Regions from separate parts of the Mus musculus genome. Here all the other regions are linked to region 1. Evidence: chromatin contacts called from public HiChIP or PLAC-seq data. All regions are on one chromosome and are shown on one strand. The core of a region is the stretch at or near the end of the contact, and the rest is flanking DNA. Distances in the headings are between cores, read along the strand shown. Region 1 has its middle 13 kb from the start of Apobec3. Region 2 overlaps Syngr1 (synaptogyrin 1). Region 3 holds the start of Pdgfb (platelet derived growth factor, B polypeptide).

Region 1 (4,161 bases), core at 584-3,083:
TGAAAGACAGATCAGTAGATATTAATTTGAAAAACTGTGTGTGTTCAAGGGATGGTTGTTATGAGGTCCTTGAAGGTTTCCCTCAACACAAATCTTCACCATTCATTCACACACAGATCATCCATTTGTAGTTTTAATTGTTTATTTTATATGAGTATATCGTAGCTGTCTTCAGTCATACCAGAAGAGGGCATCAGATCCCATTACAGATGGTTGTGAACTACCATGTGGTTGCTGGGACTTGAGCTCAGGACCTCTGGAGAAGCAGTCAGTACTCTTAACCCCTGAGCCATTTCTCCAACCCCTGTAGTTTTCTTAAAAGAGTAGAATTAAGCTAGGAGGTAGCCTCATAGGCCTCTAATCCTAGGACTTCGGAGGCAGAGGCAGGCAGATCTCTGAGTTCAAAGCCAGCCAGGTCTACAGAGTGAGTTCCAAGATAGCCAGGGCTATACAGAGAAACCTTGTCTTTCAAAGAGAGAATTAAACCAGGCATGGAGGTGTCTTGGGAAATGGAGGCAGGAAGATCAAATTTTCAAAGATATCCTCAGCTATGTACCAAGTTCAAGGCTAGCCTGAGCTACATGAAACAGCCTCCCCCCAAAAAAGGAGGATTTCAGAAATGATTCTAAATTAAAAGATGAGGGGCCAGATATACGGGTGTACACCATTCATTGCAGCACCTGCCTGATCTACATAGCAAGTTACAGGTCACCAGAGCTGTACAGTGAGATCCTGCATGTCCCAAAACCAAAGATGAAATTCATTGGGTATGGTGACACATATCTGTAATATGGTGACTCAGGTCAAGTCTAGCCCCGGGCTACACAAAGACTCTCCAAAGAAAAAAGAGGAGGAAGAAGGGGAGGAGAAAAAAAAAGTAAAAACCAAAGCAAACAAAAACAAAAACCCAACAACAATTATGTGTATATGTGAGGGGATGGTATTTGCACATGTGTATAGGTGTCCAGAGTCAGAAAAGGGCACCAGTTCCCTTGGAACTGGAGTTGGTTATAGGTGGTTGTTGATGAACTAACCTGCCTCCATCTTAAGCTTGAGTGCCATCTTATAGCAAGGTTGAACTAGGTTCATTCCTGTTTATGATGAACCTCTTTCAAGGATTAAGCTATGCCCCGTGTAGAACCTCAGCTACACATTTCTGTACTTCCTGTTCAAGAAATGGCAGCCATGCCTTTCTTTCAGGAGCTCCTCATGACCAACTTGTTCTGCTTCTGTAACCCTGCTTCTTTGTCTGCCAAAGCCCCTGTTCGGAAAGCCCGGTCTCCTAAGCTATAAAACCCTCATCTTCCCCATCTAGGGACGACCTCTAAAACTTGCACTAGGGCAGACGGTTGCTGGACCAGCTCTGTGCTGCTGTTCACAATTTAAATTTTTTTTTCTTTTTCTTTATTTTCTTTTTTTTGCTCCAATTTGGCCATTTGAATGGCTGGTCTTTTGTTTTGTTAGTTTGAGACAGTGTTTCTCTGTGTCGCTTTGGCTGAACTGGAAATCAACTCTGTAGATCAAGTTGGCCTTGAACTCACAGAGATCTGCCAGCCTCTGCCTCTCACTGGGATTAAAGGCCTGCACCACCATGGGCTAGCCGAGTTGGTGGTCTTTTACTTCTGCCTGGTGGGCTTAATTGCTGTGAGCTAATTGCTGTGGATGCTGGGAACTGAATTCAGGTCTTCTGCAAATGTAGTATGAGCTCTTAACCAGTGGCTCCATCTTTCCAAGCCCTAAAATATCATTTTAAACATTAATAATTGCTTCATACCCAGGAGGCCTTCCTTCCTCCCAGATACTAGAGACCGCCACTCTCAGCTACGCTGTGATTGGGTCACAAGTGAGCACATGACTTTTGCTGGTCCAATCAATCTCAAATTCGTTCCCCCTACCCCACCCCACCCCCAGGAATTTGGGGTGGGGTCCCCCCCCCACAAAGTTCCTCTTCCTTCTTCAGGATGGTGAAGAGGGCTTGTCATCTCTGCTGTTTCCACCGGTTTCCTACTGCAAGAAACTGGTCTGAAAAGAGACAAGTAGAAAGAGGAGCCGGAGCCAAGGCACCTGCAGCTTGCAGGAGCCAGAGGTCTCCTTCGGTCCATTTATCATTTGATCCCCTTGGAATTGGGTTCTGTCACCCCTGAGTGAATGCACACTGACCTGCCCCTACCTGCTTTTCTAGAGCATGCTGAAGAACGCGTTCAACTTTAGACTGGGGGAGATGGCTGTCCTCCCATCCCCCCGGGTTTTTTTAAGCTATTACTTTCTTTGACCAGAATCAAGATCCAGATGTATCACTCGTGACCATTAACTCTTTTCTGCGCGGAAGGCCACGGGAGGAACCCAGGCCTTTGTTCCCAGATCAGAGCCCCTCCTCCCAGCTCAGGACTGCTTCCTTGCTGGCTCAGATCCCAAAGCACCATTTCTGGCCCGTGACTCACAAAGTAAATCGTCTGTAAGTGAAAAGCCTCTTATCATAACTTTGGCAGGAAAAACAAGGTGGCAAGCCAGGCAACATTCTTCACGCTGGAGGCCTACCAGTGCCAAGGGCTGCTCTGCACACTGCGCATGAGCAATGTCATCTGCTTGCTCCAAGGCTGCGTGCGCTTGCTTGTGTGCGCACCAACTCCTTTCCTGTTCTGTGTGTTCCCAATGGGACACCGTGAAACGTTCTACAGCCCTATCTGGTACCCAACATCATTTTTCTCCTTATCTTAACAGCTGAACTGCAAACATTTCGGCAAGGACGTGACAGTATGCATTTGCTTAGAGGACAGTGGTACCAAGGGATGGAGGTCCTTGTCTTCTGTCATTTTGCATCTTTAGGAACAAGTTAATTTAATCTCGTGGTTTTGAGATAGGGTCTCTTGTAGCCCAGGCTAGACTGGATCTCACTATGTACCTAAGGATGACCTTAAACTTTTCGGAGTCTTCTGTCTCCACCTCCTCAGTGCTGGGCTATCAGGCATTCAACACCATACTTGTTTTTTTTGTTTTGTTTTGGTTTTTTTTTGTTTGTTTGTTTTTTTTGTTTGTTTTTTTTTCTCTTTACATGTAACTTCCATTTACGACAGAATAGATGACTTTTGTTCCTTTGGGGACACTTGGCATCAGCAACCCATGCGAGTCTACCTTCAAAGTCAGACTCATTCATTCTGCCGCTGCCACAGGTTCCAGTTTTACCACAGGAAACGTGAGCATCTTCTCACCCACCCAGTCAGAGTGGATGCTAGCAGGGCTCTGTGAGAGCAGAAGAGTATCAGCATTGTGCCCTTTCTGCCTTAGCCCCGACCGCCTGTTTTGCAGGGGCTCTGCCTCCCCACCCCCAACCCTGTTGGCCATCTCATGATGCCAGCTATAAAGCATGAGCGGCTGTGTACTGTCCAGTGAGTGAGGAATGGATGCAGGTGAAGGGGTAGCCTGTGGGTGTGCGTAGGTGTGATAGTAAGGTGGCCCCATTTCAGGTGACTCCAGGGTAGTGCATGATGGCCTCTCCATTGCCATCCTTTGCCTCCAGGTTAGAGAACACCAGAGTTCATCTCCTGGTCAGCATCCTCTTTGACAGGGGTGGTGGTACAGACCTTGACATAGCTGGTGTTTCAGAGCTTTGGCGGACGTCCACTAAACTGCTGTAAGCTGGTGCCAGCAGCTGGAGCTATTGATGGAGCTGAGCAGCTGCTGCACAGAGCTGGGGAATAAAGCCCAGGCTTCATGCGTGCTAGGTGAGCACTCTCCTAACCAGGCCACATCCCTGGAAAGGCTAACCAGTCCTGTATTTAAAAGCATTATTTCCAGACTGGGTCTCATGGCACATGCTTAGTTCCAGCAGAGGCAGGCAGATCTCTGGGTTCGAGGCCAGCCTGGTGTACATAACAAGTTCCAGGACAGCCAGGGCTACACAGAGAGACCCTGTCTCAAACAAACAAAAAGCATTATTTCCGTGGTTATTCTTGGGGGATGAGTTGGTTATTTTTTAATTGATTTATAAATACACACACACACACACACACATATATATATATACACACACACACATATATGTATATGTGTGTGTATGTATATGTGTATGTGTGTGTGTGTAGAAGGCAAAGAACAAACTTGGGTGTTAGTCCTCCAGGCCTGTTCCTTTTACCTGAACCAGAGTTTCTCACAGGCTGGGAA
Region 2 (4,161 bases), core at 421-2,920, 230 kb after region 1:
GGAAGCTATCTGAAAGGAACTTTCTCTTATTCCTGTGAGGCATGCCCTGCTCTGGGGCGCAAACCTCATGTGGAGAAGCTGGTATTGTTTTGTTTTGAGGTACCAGGATGGTTAGCACCTGACCTACCAATGAACTACATCCCCTGTGTGTGTGTGCGAGCATGCGCACGAGTGTGCCACCGTGCACAGGTGGAAGTCAAAGACAATTTTGCGGAGCTGTTTCTCTCCTTCGATGTTTATGTGGGTCCTGAGAGTCGAACTCAGGTCGCCAAGCTTGTGCTGCAAGCGCTTTTATCCCCCGAGCCATCTCACCAGAAGATACTTTTTCTAGAACGTTCATTGTCCAGTACACAACAAACCTCAGATTTGACTGTAGCAGGCTTTTCCTTTTTTTTTTTTTTAAGATTTATTTATTATTATATGTAAGTACACTGTAGCTGTCTTCAGACACCCCAGAAGAGGGCGTCAGATCTCATTAAGGATGGTTGTGAGCCACCATGTGGTTGCTGGGATTTGAACTCAGGACCTTTGGAAGAGCAGTCAGTGCTCTTAACCACTGAGCCATCTCTCCAGCCCATAGCAGGTTTTTCTGAAATCTATCTAGTCAAAAGGCTTCCATTCTGCTGATTTGGTGGCATCAGGTGACGTACAGGACCTGGCCATTTGCTGCTAGACGCCTTGGGTCTTTGTAGCTGCCAGACGCAGATGGCAGTGTGCAGAGACCAGGTAGCACTTGGTCTAGGCTGCTGCCCCTCAGCGCCTGCCCTGCCTGCCTGGGGTGTGGGTAGCCCTGGAGCCCCTGACATAGTCTTTGAAACCCTATCATAGGCCACTCCCCTCCTGTTCCCCTGAGCACCAGCCTGAACTCAGTGTTGCTTAGCCATCATATTGATGTTACAAGGTACAGCAAGGCTACCTGCTGGCCTCTCTCTCTCTCTCTCTCTCACCACCTGGTCCCCTGGTCCCTTACTTCAGGCCCTCCACTGGAGGCTGGTTACCTTGTGAGTCTCAGTTTGCCTTTTCTGTCAGTGAGCCATTCTAAATCACCTGCTGGGTTTCATGAGCCAGATGTAGAGCCAGTGAGCCCGAATATCCTGTATGGACAGGTCTGTGGTATCCTGTGGCTCACCAAAAACCTAGCCCCTTCCTTCCTTCCTCCCTCTCTCCCTCCCTCCCTCCCTCTCGCCCTTCCCTCCTTTCTTCCTAAATCAAGATAGGATCTCACTATGTAGGCCTAAGTATTTTGGAGCTTGCTGTCTAGACTGGGCTGGCCTCACATTTCCAAAGATCTCCTTCTCTGCCCATCAGGCGACCCCCCTCATCCCCTGCTTTCTGCTCTGCTCTGCCGCTGTTTTGCCTGTGGTAAAAGCAGCCGGTAGAAGAAATCACATCAAGTATGTGGCATGGTGGCACAAGCCTTTAATCGGCACTCGAGGCAGAGACAAGTGGGTCTCAAAGTTCAAGGCCAGTCTGCTTCTACATAGTGAGTGAGACCTGTCAGAAGGAAAGGAGGAAAGGAGAAAGAAAAACAAAACAAAACACAAAATATGTGACCTTGTGTCTAGGTTGGGCACCAGAGATAAGACTCAGGAACTCAGAATGTCTTGTGTGCTTAGCACATCTCTGCCTCTGCCCTCCCTTGCCCCTCCCCCGTTCCCACACCCCAGCCCTTGTGTCTAGTTTCATTGCATATTTCAGTTCTTCCCTTAATGGCTGGGTCAGGATCCACCTTGTAAAGGGCTGTGGGCTTTGCTTAATCTTCCTTCAGTGTCCGGAACCTGTGGCCTCAAGCTCGCTCTCATTTTTCCTCAGGAAAAGCTTGCATAATTCCCCCAAGTGCCTGTGCCTGTCTTCCTTCTGTTGCTTCGCTCTGCACCTTTCAGCATCGTGTAAAGTGCAGGCACTTAATAGAAATTCAAACATCACAGGCCCTGAGGCCTCGGGGATGTCACGAGGCAGTCATGAGGCCATAGCTAAATCGGACCACTGTCATGTGACACATAAGAAGACAAGAAAACAGTGTGAATGGTTCTTGGATTTCCCTCATTGTCTGTATCTCGGTTTCTTTAATCCTCTGGGTGTCAGCTGTGAGCATGCCAGGCTGATACTGAAGTGACAGTTCTTTATAGAAAGATACAAGGAGGGGGGGGGGCATCAGTTAAAAGCACTAAATGCTCTTTCAGAGGGCAAAGCTTCCACTCTCAGCACCCACATGGTGACTCACAGGGCGATCTGACGCCCTCTTCTGGCCTCTATGGGTTCTGCACACTGTGGTGCACAGACAGATTATCACTGCACATAAAATACAGTTATTGTTGGGTTTTTTTTGTGTGTGTGTGGTTTTTCGAGACAAGGTTTCTCTCCCTGGCTGTCCTGGAACTCACTTTGTAGACCAGTCTAGCCTAGAACTCAGAAATCCATCTGTCTCTGCCTCCCGAGTGCTGGGATTAAAGGCGTGCGCCACCACGCCCGGCTAAAATACAGTTTTAAATAAGTGGAAAGTTGTTGCTGAGGAGACGTCTCAGTTGGTAGGTTTTTGCTCTGCAGGCATGAGGACCTGAGTTCAGTCCCCACTATTCACCTGAGAGTTGGGCACGGTGGCTTGAGTTTGTAGCAATAGTGTGGAGGGAGGCAGGAGGATCTCTGGAGCTCACCAGCCAGACAGTCTAACTGAACCTCTGAGCTCCAAGTTTAGTGAGAGGTCCTCTCTCTAAGAGTAAGGCAGAGAGGACCAGAGGAAGACCTGACATTGATTTCTGGCCTATACATACATACATGTGTGCACACACACATACATGGGTACACATACATGTGTGCACACACACAGGTGCACATGCACACATTCGTACACACACAGATGCAAAGCAACAGCGAGTGGGAATGGGCAACAGCAATTGTCCCAGCTTCCGCTTCCAGCTCACCTCAGGCCACATAAGCCTTTTTCAGTCTCTCCGAGATCTGACCTTTCCCCATCCAGGAAGGAAGCATGACGGTGACAGGTAGGTGCCCTGGGTTTGGACCCCATTTCTGTCACTTACCAGTTGTGCAGCTTCAGGCACATTCATTAACACCGGCTATATATTAGTTACCTATCACGGCATAATAAATTGTCCCTAAATTATGGCCTTAAAACAGCTGTCACTTGTCATCTCAGTTGTTGTGGGTCAGGAATCTGCTTAGGTAGGCTCCATTGCCTCCAAGTCTCTCACAGGCTAAAGCCGCGGTATCAGCCAGCGCAGTGGTCTCATGTGATGACTCTACTCCGGATGCATCCATTTCAAGTTTACTAAAAACGGTGCTGGTTGAGTTCCAGTCCACCCCCATTCCATAGGCTGCTGATGGCAGTCTTCGGTTCCCTTCAGTCTACCAGCCAGAGACTTCTCTCTGCTTCTTGCTGTGTGGGTTTCTATGGTGCATCTTGAAACACAGCAGTTGGCTTCCAAGAGAGCAGGCAGGGACAGGAGACAAGAGAGTGAGTGAACTGGGAGCCAGAAGCAATCCCTCGCTGCTTACATAATGTCACGTTTATAGAGTGTACTTTGACCATATTTCTCCCAGTTATCCCTTCATCTTCCTTCTCCCGACGACCCCCAAGCCCCACCCCACCGTTCCCAACAAGCTCTTACCTTCATGTCTTTATGCTTTATTTATGTGTATGTATGTGTACATTGTGTCAGTACTGTGTGTGTGCAGTGCCCACAGAAGCCAAAAGAGGGCGTCAGATCCCCGGGAGCTGGAATTACAGGTGGAAACTGTACCCAGGTCCTCTGGAAGAGTAGCAAGACCTTAACCCCTGAGCTGTCTCTATAGCCCTGTGTCTTTGCATTTAAAGTTGCTTGTATGAGCACAGTAGGGGCAAGCACAGTTCACCAGCCCTGCACTATGAGGAAGATGGCTGCCCTAGCAGCTACTGGCCACCTGTAGCTCCTCAGGAAAAGGGTGGGGCTTCATGAGTCCAGACATTTTTTTTTTTTCTGAGACAGTGTTTCTCTGTGTAGCCCTGGCTGGCCTCTGTCTAAGAGCTCTGTCTGACTCTGCCCCCCACCCCCACCCCCCAGGTGCTCAGATTAAAGGTATGCACCACGACTGCCCAGACATGTTTTTTTAACCACATTGTCTTTTAGAAGCAGATCACTTGTTCCAGCCATTGTGGGGTGTGAC
Region 3 (4,161 bases), core at 655-3,154, 140 kb after region 1:
AGGGGCACTGATCCGACCTGATCGTTCCCGCAGACGTTTCCATACCCGACCGCCCTTGCAGCTAGGCTTCTGCAGGCGTGCGCTCCGCATCCTGCTTGCGGGGAAGAGAAGTGCTTCCTCTCGTAGGGTGCCGGCGCAGGTACTGCTGGGCCTCAGACACACACCGCCCCGGGGGCTAGATTCCTTCAGACCAACACCCCCCCCCCCGCGCGCGCGCCCCACCTCCAGTCCTGTCTCTACTCCAAGCGTCTGAACCTACCGTCTGTCTGTCTGCCTGTCTCTCTAGTGTCTCCGTCTCTCTTTCTCTGGACCCCTTGCGCCAAGATACAAGGTGCTTTTGGATCGTCCAGCATGACCCCAAGGTGCCCACTCTAGACCAGTGCAGAAGCTAGGGTGGGACCAAAACCCTTGCCAAAGATCTCTGGATATCCTGAGTTCGAAGGCACATACTTCTAGGGCAGGCCGGGTCCTGGGCAGAACCAAAGCCCAGGCTGGTTCTGAGGAGGACACAGGAGGTCTCGATGCCTTAGACACCCTAGATATCACCTCACCTTTTCCCCTTAACCGGGAAGCTTAAGATCTCTAGCTCCTGAGGCAGGGGGCAGGGCAGCACACACCTTCTAGGACACTAAAAGCTTTAGGGATCTAGATTGGTCCACTGGAAAGAAACCCACCGCTGCCTCCTCCCCAGGAGCCCAGCACCCCGGACCTGGCCTCCCAGCCCTTGGGGCCACCCAGTGCCCGGCGCCTGACTCACGCGCTGCAAGGCTCCAAAGTTCACTGCAGGGAGAGGAGGGGGCGGCCAGGCGTGGGGGCTGGGACAACCAGGGAAGGATCCAGCCCTAGCCGCCGTCGCAACTCACCTCGGCGCTGACCAGACGCAGGTAGCAGCAGAGAGGAAGGAAGAGCGCCCAGCAGCGATTCATGCCGACTCCGGGCCCGGCCCCGCGGGGCCCCGGACGCGTAGACGGAGCGCGCCGCCCCCGCGGCCAGGGTTGGGGGCTGGGGAGGAGGGTGGGCTCCGCTCGGGTCCCCCGCGATCAGGCGATCAGGCCGCTGCAGCCGCCGCCGCGGCTCACCCGCATGGCCCCCGGGCGCCGCCGCCCCCGGCCCCGGCTCCGTCGCTGGGGGGCTGGGGAGGACCTGGACAAGGGACCGGGGTCCAAAGCCGCTACCTGGGCGGATCCCGAGCCCACGCGAGCATCCACAGTCTGGGGGCTGCGTCGCGAACCAGCCAAGGCGTCTAGCCGTGTGGGGGCGCGCAGGGGACTCCAACCTCAGAGAGGAAAAGGAACACGGCAGCCGATGGTTCGTCTTCACTCGCCCGCTAAAGGCGTGTTCCTCTGCCTGCTGGCTTAGCTTTTTTGCAACATTTTCTGGAACGGACCCCCAGATCAGAAAGCGCAGAGCTGGGGACCTCCAAGCCCAAGTCTCCAAAAAAAAACTTTTTCCAAAGTTGGCTTTGCAGCGGCGGCCCGAACACCCGGGCAGGGAGAGGTGCAAACTCCCGCCCGGGCCGGGTGGCGGGGCGGGAGCGTGTGCGCCCTGGCGCAGGGCCCAAGCGGCGGGCACGGCTGCTCCGAGAGCGCGGCGCGCCCACTGCGCGCTGGGCTGGTCCGGGCCGACAGGTGGACGCGGCTCGGGTCAGTCTGTCTATCTACCCACTCGCTCGCCACTCTGGGCTTCCTCTGCGGGTTTCGAGCTGCGGCTGCTCCGGCTTTCTCGTTGCAACGAAGCTAGAGGGTGGGCTTTTTTTTTTTTTCCTCCTTTCCCTTTTGCGCGTGTGTGTATGTGTGTGTGCGCAAAATATCTCTCTGGAGAAAGATGGGCGCTGGCGGCCGGAGGGAAGCCCTCAGGGAGGCAGCGGGGGAGGCAGGCAGGCTGCTCCCGGCTGCAGGAGAAGTTGCCACCCTTCAGCTGTTCCGGCCTTTATAAAGGAGAAGGGAGAGTGCAAGAGGTGGGTGGAGACAGCCTTTCCTCTCCTGGCCCGGAGTCAGCGCCGGGAGGGGGCAGGAACCAAGGGAGGTCCTCAGGCAAAGACTGCTGCTTGAGGGGTCTCTGAGAACTACGCAGCCCCTGTGACTGTGAATCTAGCCTCTTGGCAGGAACTGAAGGTGAACTGCGGCCCCACCCATTAGCACAGTGTTTAGGGGCCTGTCTGCAGGGCCAGGACCAAGGCCAGGAGTGTGGCCCCTGAACCCCAGAACCAGACATCTGCAACCTGGCAGCTTAGATTCCATTGAGTCTAATTAAATAGCTGGGTCACCTTGGGCACGTCACTTTCCTTCTGTGATTCACCCTACATTCTCTAAGTGGGGGACAAAGTGTGTGGATTAAATGTCAGAATGATCAGAAAACATCCAGCCACACACCAGCCCCAAGGTTGAAGCTCTAAACCCACAGCCAGCGGGAACCCTTCAGCTACAAACTGGGTCTGCCTCTCCTTGCTTGTCGCCTGGCACACAGCATGCGCTGCCATGCCAGCATAAGCTGAATTTGAGTCTGTTGAACTGCAAAGTCACTCAACCCACCCCACCCCCAGCCCTGCACCATCCTCCCAAGGACTGCCACCAAGATGCTGCCTTCAAGTCACCAGGGTGTTTACTACCCCTCTCTGCCCCCCACCCAGTTCCAGGCCCAGAGGCTACCCACCCACACCAGCACTCTCACAGTTAACACCTTCCACCCCCAGCTCAGGGAACTGCTGTGTCCCTGCCTTCAGCAGTCACACTGTCACAGTGACACAGTCACACGCAAGCACGCTTGCCAGCCCAGCACCCACCACAAGACCGGCAGGCTCACTGCAATGCCTCCTGCCTTTAGGGCACCTTGCCCTCATCCACTTCTGCTGCCTGTCATCTCCACTTGGTCTGTATCCCCATATCCACTGAATGGTGCTGTTGCCTCTCATGGCCCTGGATGAGGTGGTACTGATAAGGAAGAACCTCTCGGGCCTCTTTACACGTGGCTCCAGGTACCCCATTTTTCCAAATGACTAGCTAGCAGAGTGGCTGGGAGGTAGCCTGGAGCAGGTGACCTCTAAGGTAGGTTAAGCTCACCAATGGTACCTTGATTTCCTCTTCTGTAACTCGGAGACATAACCGGAGGAGAAGAAGAATTGCAGAGGATCGTGGGAAAATGAGAGGGGGCTGGCAATGTTTGCCATCTCTGTGACAGTGGGCTCCATAGGTTGGGTTGGGGGTCTGGGGAGACCCCCATTTGGTAAAATGCTTAGAAGAGGAGCTGAGTCCAGTCCCAGAACTCATCTAAACAGGCATCGGGAAGGTAGAGACTAGCACTTGCCGCCCGCCCAGACAGTCTAGACCAATCTGTGAGCTTCAGGCCAATGAGAGACACTATCTCAAAAGACATTGACAGTGTTTCTAAGGGTGACACTGGAGGTTTTCCAGTCACCTGAACACACGCGCAGGCATGCACACACACCACACACATATACATGAACTTGGTTTTAAACTGATACGTGCAGTACCTTGATGCAGTGAAAGGGGTTTGCCCTCCTCACAGAGTGGCAGGAAGCATACAAAAGAGACTCCTCCCTAGGACCATCATCCAGGACAGACAGATATGTTGAGACAAGATGACAGATAGCCCTGTTTGGGTGGAAATAATTCAACACACTTGACCCCCGTGTCAGAAGACTTAGATATTTAAAAGTACTTCCTCCAGACAGCTGGGTGAACTTGGCCTTGCTCTTGCCCGATGTCCTTATCTGTAAGTACAGTGGTAGAGCCACCAATGAGCTGACCCTGCGTCCCTGCAGAGCTTCTATAAGATATGTTGTTATTTTATCTTACCACCGTGGAGACTGGCCCACATAGGGACTGAGCAACTTGGACTAGATCACACAGTTCTAGTAATTTATGGGGCCACAACTTGGACTCCAGGGGTCCATCATTTTTATTATTGATTGATTGATTGATTAGATTTGTGTGTGTAGGTGTTTTGTCTGCGTGTGTATGTATGCGTGTGTATGTCTGTGCATTATATGCATGCATACAGTACCCAGAGAGACCGGAAGAGGGCGTCAGATCCACCAGGACTGAAGTTGGTTGTGAGCCACCAGGTATGTGCAGCTCTGGAAGAGCTGCAGCTTCTCTTAACCATGACCTGTCTCTCTAACCCCCAATAAGGAGGCGTTTT

The links. HiChIP or PLAC-seq counts read pairs in DNA pulled down with a chosen protein or histone mark.
Region 2: a contact with region 1 is called in an H3K27ac HiChIP or PLAC-seq map of embryonic stem cells, with 6 read pairs. The contact joins two enhancer-like sites. A contact is called at or near these places in 1 of 15 datasets of contacts at CTCF or cohesin (embryonic stem cells), 8 of 115 datasets of contacts at active chromatin or transcription factors (bone marrow-derived macrophages, embryonic basal ganglia, embryonic hindbrain and 4 more) and 3 of 9 other capture datasets (adipose tissue, liver and pancreatic islet).
Region 3: a contact with region 1 is called in an H3K4me3 HiChIP or PLAC-seq map of embryonic stem cells, with 22 read pairs. The contact joins the promoter of Pdgfb here to the enhancer-like site in region 1. A contact is called at or near these places in 1 of 39 promoter capture datasets (pre-B cells), 3 of 484 Hi-C or Micro-C datasets (embryonic stem cells, forebrain and muscle stem cells), 4 of 115 datasets of contacts at active chromatin or transcription factors (bone marrow-derived macrophages and embryonic stem cells) and 2 of 9 other capture datasets (adipose tissue and liver).

Annotation. Positions count from the first base shown.
Region 1 is chr15:79,877,033-79,881,193 of GRCm38.p6, forward strand. No RefSeq gene overlaps it. Among named protein-coding and RNA genes, the nearest start is that of Apobec3, 13 kb to the right of the region's middle. Within about 2 kb of position 1,834, at least 121 of the 459 cell types and tissues checked have an H3K27ac peak or open chromatin away from gene starts, as enhancers often do. A contact at or near this core is called in adipose tissue, embryonic stem cells and forebrain, where this site is marked.
Region 2 is chr15:80,103,976-80,108,136 of GRCm38.p6, forward strand. All of the region lies in intron 1 of Syngr1 (synaptogyrin 1), which reads left to right. Among named protein-coding and RNA genes, the nearest start is that of Gm31134, 14 kb to the left of the region's middle. Within about 2 kb of position 1,671, at least 30 of the 459 cell types and tissues checked have an H3K27ac peak or open chromatin away from gene starts, as enhancers often do. A contact at or near this core is called in embryonic stem cells, where this site is marked.
Region 3 is chr15:80,013,073-80,017,233 of GRCm38.p6, forward strand. Pdgfb (platelet derived growth factor, B polypeptide) reads right to left here and starts at 1,905. Exons shown (of 7, transcript NM_011057.4): 1 at 864-1,905. The coding sequence starts at 926.